Regions from separate parts of the Sus scrofa genome. Here region 2 is linked to region 1. The links are chromatin contacts, called in public Hi-C maps. All regions are on one chromosome and are shown on one strand. The core of a region is the stretch at or near the end of the contact, and the rest is flanking DNA. Distances in the headings are between cores, read along the strand shown.

Evidence for each region. A called contact is a pair of places that touch in the nucleus more often than the background predicts.
Region 2: a Hi-C map of fetal skeletal muscle shows a contact between it and region 1, with 1.9 times the contacts expected there. The contact joins the enhancer-like site here to the promoter of TTN in region 1. A contact is called at or near these places in 4 of 47 Hi-C or Micro-C datasets (embryonic fibroblasts, fetal skeletal muscle, retroperitoneal adipose tissue and 1 more).

Annotation. Positions count from the first base shown.
Region 1 is chr15:84,499,655-84,504,238 of Sscrofa11.1, reverse strand. TTN (titin) reads left to right here and starts at 2,919. Exons shown (of 321, transcript XM_021075901.1): 1 at 2,919-3,219.
Region 2 is chr15:84,947,971-84,952,578 of Sscrofa11.1, reverse strand. All of the region lies in intron 3 of LOC110257081 (a long non-coding RNA gene), which reads left to right. Among named protein-coding and RNA genes, the nearest start is that of SESTD1, 58 kb to the right of the region's middle. Within about 2 kb of position 2,743, at least 3 of the 83 cell types and tissues checked have an H3K27ac peak or open chromatin away from gene starts, as enhancers often do. A contact at or near this core is called in fetal skeletal muscle, where this site is marked.

The DNA.
Region 1 (4,584 bases), core at 1,670-4,169:
TTCCAGGTCCCCAGAGCAGCTTTGCTGCCTTTGTAATTCAAGGAACACAGACACTAATCCATTAGAACAGGTTGTTGGGGTCAGCGTGTTCTTCCTTATACACTTCCTTAGTTTGTTCTTCTATTTCCTTGGGTAAAAATAGCTCAATGATAAGCCTATATTTCAACTTTGAAACACTTTATGAGTGTAAGGGAACTTATAGATATAATATTACTGTGTTTCCTAAAATGCAAACTCCCTGAGAGCAGACGTTCTGTCTGTTTTGTACATTGTTATAATGGCAGTGCTTGAATTGTTTTTAACAGAGTAAGAATGCACAAAAAAATAATTTAATGAATTATAAGAGACATTAATTTTTATCTTTTATCTCAGAAAGGATTCCTACTTTAGCCTTGAAAACTGCCCCCCAACCCCCGCCTTCTCAAAAAACCCCAGTAAGTCCTTCCTTGGTAACTGGTCCTATGGAGCATAAACAAAGTCTGTGTAGATGGAATTACTGACTGGTTTCATGCATATCCTAATTATTTTCATTTATAGACCACTGAGAATTTATTACAAGGTTATGTGGATTATAATCTTCAAAAGTAGAGGAACCATAACTGTCCTTTTGTTCACCACTGTCTAGCCATCACCTAGCACATCACTACTCAGTAGCTATTTGTTGAGTCAATAAGCAATGACAGAATCCCAAATCATAATAATTTAGCACAATCTTCAGCACTGAGTATATGCTTAATAAACATTTATCAAATTGCCTTGACTATAATGTTCAAAAAAGAGTCACACCATGCATTCCAAAACTAAGTGGGCTTCATATTTGAATTATCAGCTGTTTTGGATTACCTGTGGGACTCTTCCCCACTATTAGGGTGGTAAATTAAGATCTTACTGCATCAGCAAACTCCCCAAATCTGAGTAGTATTTGATTTCCACTGGGCTAGCTTGCTATACTCCAACTATGGAATATTTAATTTTAAAGCTAATGCTTACCATGATATCACACCCGCTACTGTTCACTAATCCAATAATATGGCCTCTTTTCAGAGTAGTCTATTAGTTATTTAACAACTGGTTTTGTCCTTCCTTTCTTCCCCCTTCTTCTCTTCCCTTCCTTTTTTTCTTCCTTCCTTAACTCTGAATGGTACATAAGTGTGTAAATACCAAAACACAAGACTCGACAATGCTGCAAAGTTTAGAAACGTCCAAGGACAGCAAATAGACAAGCACCTTTGGAGGACAGATACTTGACCTTGTGTCTATGACATATGGTCCATCTTCCCTGATCTGGAGCTCTCTGAATTGCACCAGGTCAAGATGACACACACTTCAAGATTCTGTTTGTTCATTCCGTCTAGTTCCCATAAGAATTAAAGTGGTTTGACTTTGGTTCTAACAAACATAATAAGACATTTATATGCTTCATGTTAGGTCAAGTGAATCTAAAAAAAAAAATGTATATATATACATGCACACACCATCACACATACGGGGGCGGGGAGAGAGAGAGAGAGGGAGAAACACAAACATGTACACAAGCACATTTCAAATAGCCAGTTGGTGAACACTGCAAATCAGAAAATCACATGACATTTCTAGTCTTGCTTTGCCTTATGACTGGCAGGTTGCCTGGTACATGTCTTTAGTTGGGAATAATTTTTAAGCTCTATAACATGAAACTAGTTTTTTCTGAATAAAGAAATCAAATAAGATTTTGGTAGAGTCTATAGCGGGAAAAGTGATACCACCAATACAGACATCACTGTTTAAGTAAAGAAAAGAAATCATTAAATAAATACATTATCTAGTCTTTGTAGCTGTAGTACATAAGTTGGCCAGTATATTTTAGTTCTGTTTAATGTTAAAAAGTTTATCACAATAGAAATAATTACAAAGTATGAAATAAGAAGTTGGAAAGTCTAATCCATGGCCAAGTTCTTCTGCATCAGGAGATATTTTTATTTCAGACATAAATAAATTTAACTTAAATTTTAAGATTTTAGCCTACTTTATTAAGAAAAATCTCTTTTCATTATCAACCAGACAATTTTCTTCCCTCTTTGTGAAGTTTTACAAATCTCTCAGCTGAACTATTATAAAGCTCTTTTGGTATGCTCTTTTGTATTTGAAACATCTCTTGCTTGAAATTAAATTCAGTCCTAAAATAGCAACTCTATCATCTCCTAACCACTTCCCATTGTAACAGCAAACTCCAGAGATTAGTAAAGCAGCCTTCATGTGCCCAAAAAAGAATCCTATGGATGATTTAAACAATAGACTTGGCTACTCATTAAAAATCAGTGCAGGTATATTTGTAAATATTAAAGCCAAAAAAATGAAATCTGAAAAAAAGAAATCATTATACTCTACAGACTGAATCTAAGCAGAGTTCAGATTTTGTCTTTCAACATTACTTCTTGCAGGGCTGTATAAACACTTAGCTCATTAACATTGGCTTAATTCTCTCTGAACTGCAAGTGGATTCTGGAGAACCCAGAGAGTATAAATGAGCTCCCCTCAATGCTGAGGTTTTTAGGCACTGATTTTCCAAAGAAGGTGAGGTGTTATCCATGAGATAAATTCCTTCATCTGTTGTCTTGATTGACAGTTCCATTTGGTTGGTTGCATGGGGGAAGGGAATAGGAACGAGGCCTGAGGCAGGGCAGAGCCCTCAGGTTTGGGGCTTTTTATATGATTGCCCACAAGTGTCTTCAACTGTCACAAACTCTCCTCAGACCACCGTTTTCAGATTTTAACAGGAGTAGCAAGTGCTCTTCTTTAAGTCTCAACAGTTATTCTTTAAATACGGTTCTATTTCCTTGGGAAAGCCTCTTTTGAGGTGCTAAATTTAGCACTGCCAATCAGAGGAACAGGTGGTATGAGCCACTACCAAATAGGTCTCTCTCCCAGCATGCCTTCCCAGGAGAGCCAATCACCGGGTGCCCAGCTGAAGGATGTGGGGCTGTCAGCAGATCTGGCAAATATAAGGGCAGGGCCCAACCCTGGCTCTTGAGCAGTCGTGCATTCCCAGCCTCGCCTCGGGTGTAGGGATTGCATAGAAAAGCAAAACTACACAGTCCTAACTGTGTAGTTTTGTTTTTAAGTTTAGAGGCTCACCGATTCATGTTGGAGATGGTCGAAAAAACCAACTCTAGATAGGACGTCGTTTCAGAAGTAACCTTGGGCTTAGTCCCACCCTTTTGGGCACTCTTGAGAAATCAGGTGAGCAGCATTTCTTTTTCTTATTCATAGAGTCCCTTCCTTATTAATTTCTAGATCCCAAGTATCTTTCTTTGCTAAATGCCTCCATAGAGAGGATTGTCTAAATACTTAGTGCTAATCCACTATTTGAATCTGCTTGTTCGATTTGGTTTTAAAATATGTGAATTCTTTTATTTAAAAAGCTCAATCTTTTAGCATAGTGGTGCAGTCAGTGATTCAGAGTGTTTAAATGGTGATAGAAATGTTTGCTACTTTTATAGACTTTTTTTTTTTTTTTTTGGTCTGTTGAGAATGTTCAAGGTTATATTACTCAGTGATAAAGTGAGACACACCAAGAATAGCTCTGATAAAATGCATGTGCTATCGGCTACACCCTGATGACTTTTTAAGGGAATCAACTGCTGAGGTATCAGTTGCAGGACAGTGACAGAACACTTGCCTGCTGTCAGTCATCGCTGGAGAGTTTATTTTGGGAACATGACATTTTAGATGCATACCTTCAGACCTAATTAGACAAAGGCCTCTCTAGAGCAAGTGCCAAAGCAACCAAATTTACCTAAAAGATGGGACTAGAAGACCAATTTATGGCAGTTAATTACAATACATTTAGAAATTTTGAAGAAAAAAGGAAAGCTCTATAACTGTTTTCTAAAATACCCAGAATTTTATCATGCACTTTAATTCAACTCAGTCAAATTAGATGAGGTGAGATAAATGGTGATGCTAAGAAGGGTAAGAAATAATGTTTTAGAGGCTTCTTGTTTCAAATTCGACCTTGGTTTCCCATCTTCCTGGAATTAGATTACAAATTCTAAATGCCCACAAATAGATAGGTAAATAAAATATGAATGGTGTAAAAGAATACAGCTATTTTTAGAAGATTCACTACTTTAGAAATAGGAAAAGTTAGACACAAAGTTATTTCTGTGTCCTAAAGATAATATGCTACATTAAGAAGTTCTTGACAACAGTTTCACACAAAAAAAAAACTTTTGGATATTATCTGAATTTTTTAAATGTAAATTTTATTGTCTCAGAGAATTCTAGTTTCATTTTCTTTTTAACTAAGTAAAAAAGTTACAGTAAAGTACAGAATTATCACTAGAAGGATTATTGCTCCATAAAGTTTTAATAAGTAGAGAATTTTATGAAAAATAGTAATGAAGCAATTGACAACTGAGAATCTGCTTTTTATATCAGAATAGTGGTATGGTCACATTATGTAGTAAGGTATTTATGCAATTCTTCACATAATCTAAAACTGATAGGCAAATTATTTTCTTCAACTTAAAGAACCTACCAATTCCATATTCATTTCTTTGATTTTTAATATTTATGCTATGAAAGCATAGGTGTTTTCACTTC
Region 2 (4,608 bases), core at 1,494-3,993, 450 kb before region 1:
GCTCTGCTATGAGTCCATTTCTTCATTAGTATTGTCTATGGGAAATCAATTGGTTGTGGGGGAAAAAAAGATACTTTGCAATATTGGGGATGGGTTGACCTGAGGTGTTTTTTTTTATTTGGTTGGTTTTTTAGGGGTTTTTTGGGGGCTGGGTTGACCTGAGGTATTTTTTTATTTGGTTGGTTTTTTAGGGGTTTTTGGGGGGCTGAGTTGACCTGAGGTGTTTTTTTATTTGGTTGGTTTTTCAGGGGTTTTTTTGGGTTTTGGGTTTTTTTGCTTTTCAGGGCCGCACCCATGGCATATGGAATTTCTTCACAGGGGTGGGGTTGAATCAGAGCTACAGCTGCTGACCACAGCCACAGCCACAGCCACAGCAGTGCAGGATCTGAGCCACTTCTGCAAACTATACCACAGCTCGAGGCAACAATGGATCCCTGACCTACTGTGCAAGGCCACAGGTCAAACCCGCATCCTCCTGGATACTAGTCAGATTCGTTTCTTCTGTGCCACAAGGGGAACTCCTGGTTTGAGTTTTGTTGATGCTCAGAAGTGTACCTATTGGAATGATCTTCACTGTGAACAGGTGTGGTGTCTGATCCTATCAATTTATGTTATCTTGCACATTGTTATTTTGGAAGCTGCTCAATCATGGTGATTCTTAAAGAGAAATTTACAATGTAAAAATCCAACCCACTCATGAAAACTTTTACATAGTAAAATTTTTAGACCTATCAGTAACTGTTATAATTACCTCCTGCTGAAAATCTGTATTTTTTCAGAGCATCATTATTCTTCATAATTAGTTCTATAATTTCCCCATAGAATATGATCTATTTTATCTGAAGTGCTAAAATCAAACACTAGTAGTTGATCACTGTCTGTCTATAATTTGCATTGCTCTTTATTCAAGAAAATATTAGTTCTTATTAGCCTGATAGATATCTATTATGAATGTCAATGTAACTTAATTAAAGCATAATATTAATCATAATACTATCTTCCAGACTCAAATACTTCCCCAATGATATTTACTTGCCTAGAACTTCACTTATGAAATGCAAAAATAAATCAGATAAAGGCATTTTTGATGAGTAGGGAGATTTAACCAAAGCCTTTCTTAATGAAAAAATCATGTAATAGAAAATATAGTAGGAATTATATCTGCTAAATTATGTCCATAAGAAGATCACAATAAAATAAGTTACTTTACTGACTTTATACCTAAACATTAAGCAATATTTATTAAACTTCTGCATTTCATTGCACTGTGTTTTTGAGGTTGAAGGAATAGTTGGGCAATAAGTGTTATGGAGAGACAGTAATTCTCCCCACAGGTAAATGAAAGTCTGCCTTCGATCAATGTAGAGATTGTTAGAACAACCAATTTGGAACTTCCAGGTTGGGGTTGTAGTTGTCCTGGAAACAGAGTCATCATCCTGAAACTAAAGAGTGAAAGAGAATGAAAACTTCGATTACAAGAGTGGCCCCAACCATGAGAAAAAAGGTTACAAGAGAAAAGATGACAAGGGAACACCAAGAAATAGTCCTGTCCTGGGCATCCTCAGAGCACCTGGTGAGCACATGGCACTTCTGGCCGCCCCCAATATGAGGGCGAAAATAACAGTATTGAAAGAAGCAATGATTCCAAAGGGTCAGATAAGCTTGTGTACTCAGGTTGCCCCTTAAACTGTCAGCTAAAATGCTTTTGGATGCAAGTGGAAAAAAATTTAACCCAAGCGAAATTAAACAATAAATAGCAGTTTTGGGCTCAAAAGGCTGAAACTTTGTTCAGAGATTGTGAGAGGATTGAAGCAAGATTCAGGAACCTGTAAGAAGTGATTCTTCAACTCTGCATTCCTTCAAACATCAGCTTTGCACTCAGGTTGGCATCACCAGATGTCTGCCAGCCTCAGTTGGAGCCACCTGCTCCTCATTCAAATCCAAAGAGAGGAGACAGGCTTCCCCCAACCACTTAAAAAGGAAAAGTCCATGTGCTAATTACTTAGGCCTGAGTTACCTGAAGTGATAAAGGTGTCACAAGTATAAGATTATTCTGGCTGGTTTAGCTATATCAGGTCTAAGCCCTGGATCTGGAAACGGAGTCAAACCAACTCAGAAGAGTATGAGAGAAACAGGGAGGATGTTTGGAAGACAACTTTGAGATCTAACAAACTTTCTGAACTTTGACTTTCAGAGAGTTTTGAGAATGAGGTTTAGGTCTACTAAAATTTCAATGAATACTCAAGAAAATTTAACTTGAATTCTCTTTCCATAGTTGTTACATAGTTAAATTATGTTGAACTCAACAATTCCATTTTCTTCAAGTAAAACAATACCCATTTAAGTTTACAGTATTTTTTAGTGAAACCTATTATACTTAGAACTGAGTATTAATGAGCAATTTGAAAGCTTTTAAGAACCAATCAATTCAAGAATTCTCATGAGAACATAAGCTGGGTATTGGAAAAACTTGGTCTTGCAACAGCACAGGGAACTCTCATCCCCACAGACAGAAGCTAAGGCAAACTGCCCACATGTAATGCCAGCTGTGCAACCTGAAAAAGGAGGCCAGCTGTGAAGCTCCAAAGGATTTTCCAGGACTCCCTCTGGGCATCCTCGTACCAGTACCTGGCGCTCCCCCAATAAATACCAAAAGTCTGAGCAGCAGGAATTCCTGCCAGCAGTGCACAGTTGGAGAGATGTTTCAAGCAGCAAGCAATATTTTCCAGATGTAGGGATTTAGTGTGCTGAGAGATTTGTATGGAGACTACTGGGTAGTGGTTCATTGCCACTGACTGAAGAGGGTACGTATGTGGCCAGTGCCCTTCTAGACATGAATTAGAAATTCAGTTTGTATTTAACACAGTAAAGAAAGAACTAAAGGATAGTGAAGGTGAAGTTTTTAGCACTCAGGAGACCCTGAACTTGACCACAGGCTGAAATCGCGAGTACTTCACTTTCTTCCTGAACGATTTAGCTCTTTGTTTATTTCTATTTTGCCTATGTGCATGAGAACAGAAAGCACACCAATGAACATCCAAATGGCACCTTCCAAGACCTCATAGGAGTATCTATGGAGATATGGGAGTCATTCTCTTTATAAGATACTTTTGACATACACTGAAATCTGCCTGGCAAATTCTTCCCTTTTAAAAGCTTTTATAAGCTACACCTGGTAGAATTTATTTATTGTCTATTTAGCAAGGTCTTCAAGGATTAAAAAACATGAATATTTGCATTTTAAAGAATGCTAACTCCCTTGATTATGAACTCAGCCAAGAAAACAGATCAAAGTTTGGTGGCAAATGCATTATGCATGTGAGCTTGTTTTTAATTGATTGATTCAAATAATTTTCATCATGCTGGTTTGGATTGACAGATAGTGTACAATCTTCCGGTAGCTGCTGCTGCAGACTGTATTAGCCTTTTCTGAAGGGGGGCAGTTTTTCACATGGGTGCACTGACCTTGCATAGGCGAAGAACAGACTGTTCTGTAAACTACCTCAGCTGTGGCAAAGATTCTCTACTTCAAAAAGATCTGCCTTGCAGGTTCTAATGTTCCTACCACAATACTGCCCAGCTTAGAAAACTTCTTTCAGGAGTCACCTTCTAAAATGTAAATATTACTGGGAAAATCCTTATATTTAGCCAATTCATATCTGGATTATATAGAATGTCTCCTTGAGCTTATTTTTTTTTTTGTCTTGCACATCCCAATATATATTTGGATTGTTCTTCCTCCCTATAGACTTGGCTATGAAATTATAGCACACACACACACACACACACACACCTATTTATGCAATCAATCCCCTGAAGCACATGCCACAAATGACCATTTTATGTTGATGTAATTATAAACTCATCAATAATCACGTATTTTAGCCCTCCTGAGCTCAGTATCACATCCTATTCTTGCTGTTCTATTTTTCCATTTTCTAACAACAACAGCACCAAAATGTTTCCCTGTTGCTAGGTAACCTCGGCAATTTCGTATGTAGCCCTCTACTTTCTTCATCCTTCTGACCTCCTTCTTGTGGTCTAAATATAATTGCTTTGCTTCTGAAGACTTTTTCCCCATTCATGGCTGCCATTGTCATCGGGTAACTGTCATCATATTATTGTCACTATTGAATTCAGTGATGAGAAGCCACAATTAGCTCATCCTTCCACAGAGTAGAAAATTGACGTGTTCTTATATGCATCTGTGTGCTTTCAGAGAAAGAGTTCCTCTCTTAGAGGTCACATTCCGAAAGAAGGCTTTCAACGCTTGGCAACCCTCCTCTCAAATTTGCCTCATCTTTCCAACCCCTATCATAATCCCTTTCTTTCAAGAAGTAGGTTTGTGGCTGGAGTATGGCCATTTTTTGTGTATGGTGATAAAATTCTAAGCGAAAGTAAAAGTTATTTTATAGATGCTTCATCATGAATGATGCACAGTCTGTGAACTGGTAGACATCGGCAGCAATGAAAATGACAATAACTGTGACTTTAGCTATGGGCCTATTGTGTGCTAGGCACTATTAAGTGATTGATGTACATTATCTCATTAAATCTTCATAAACTTTATGAGATATTATCACTTCTATTTCATGGAGAAGAAAGCTG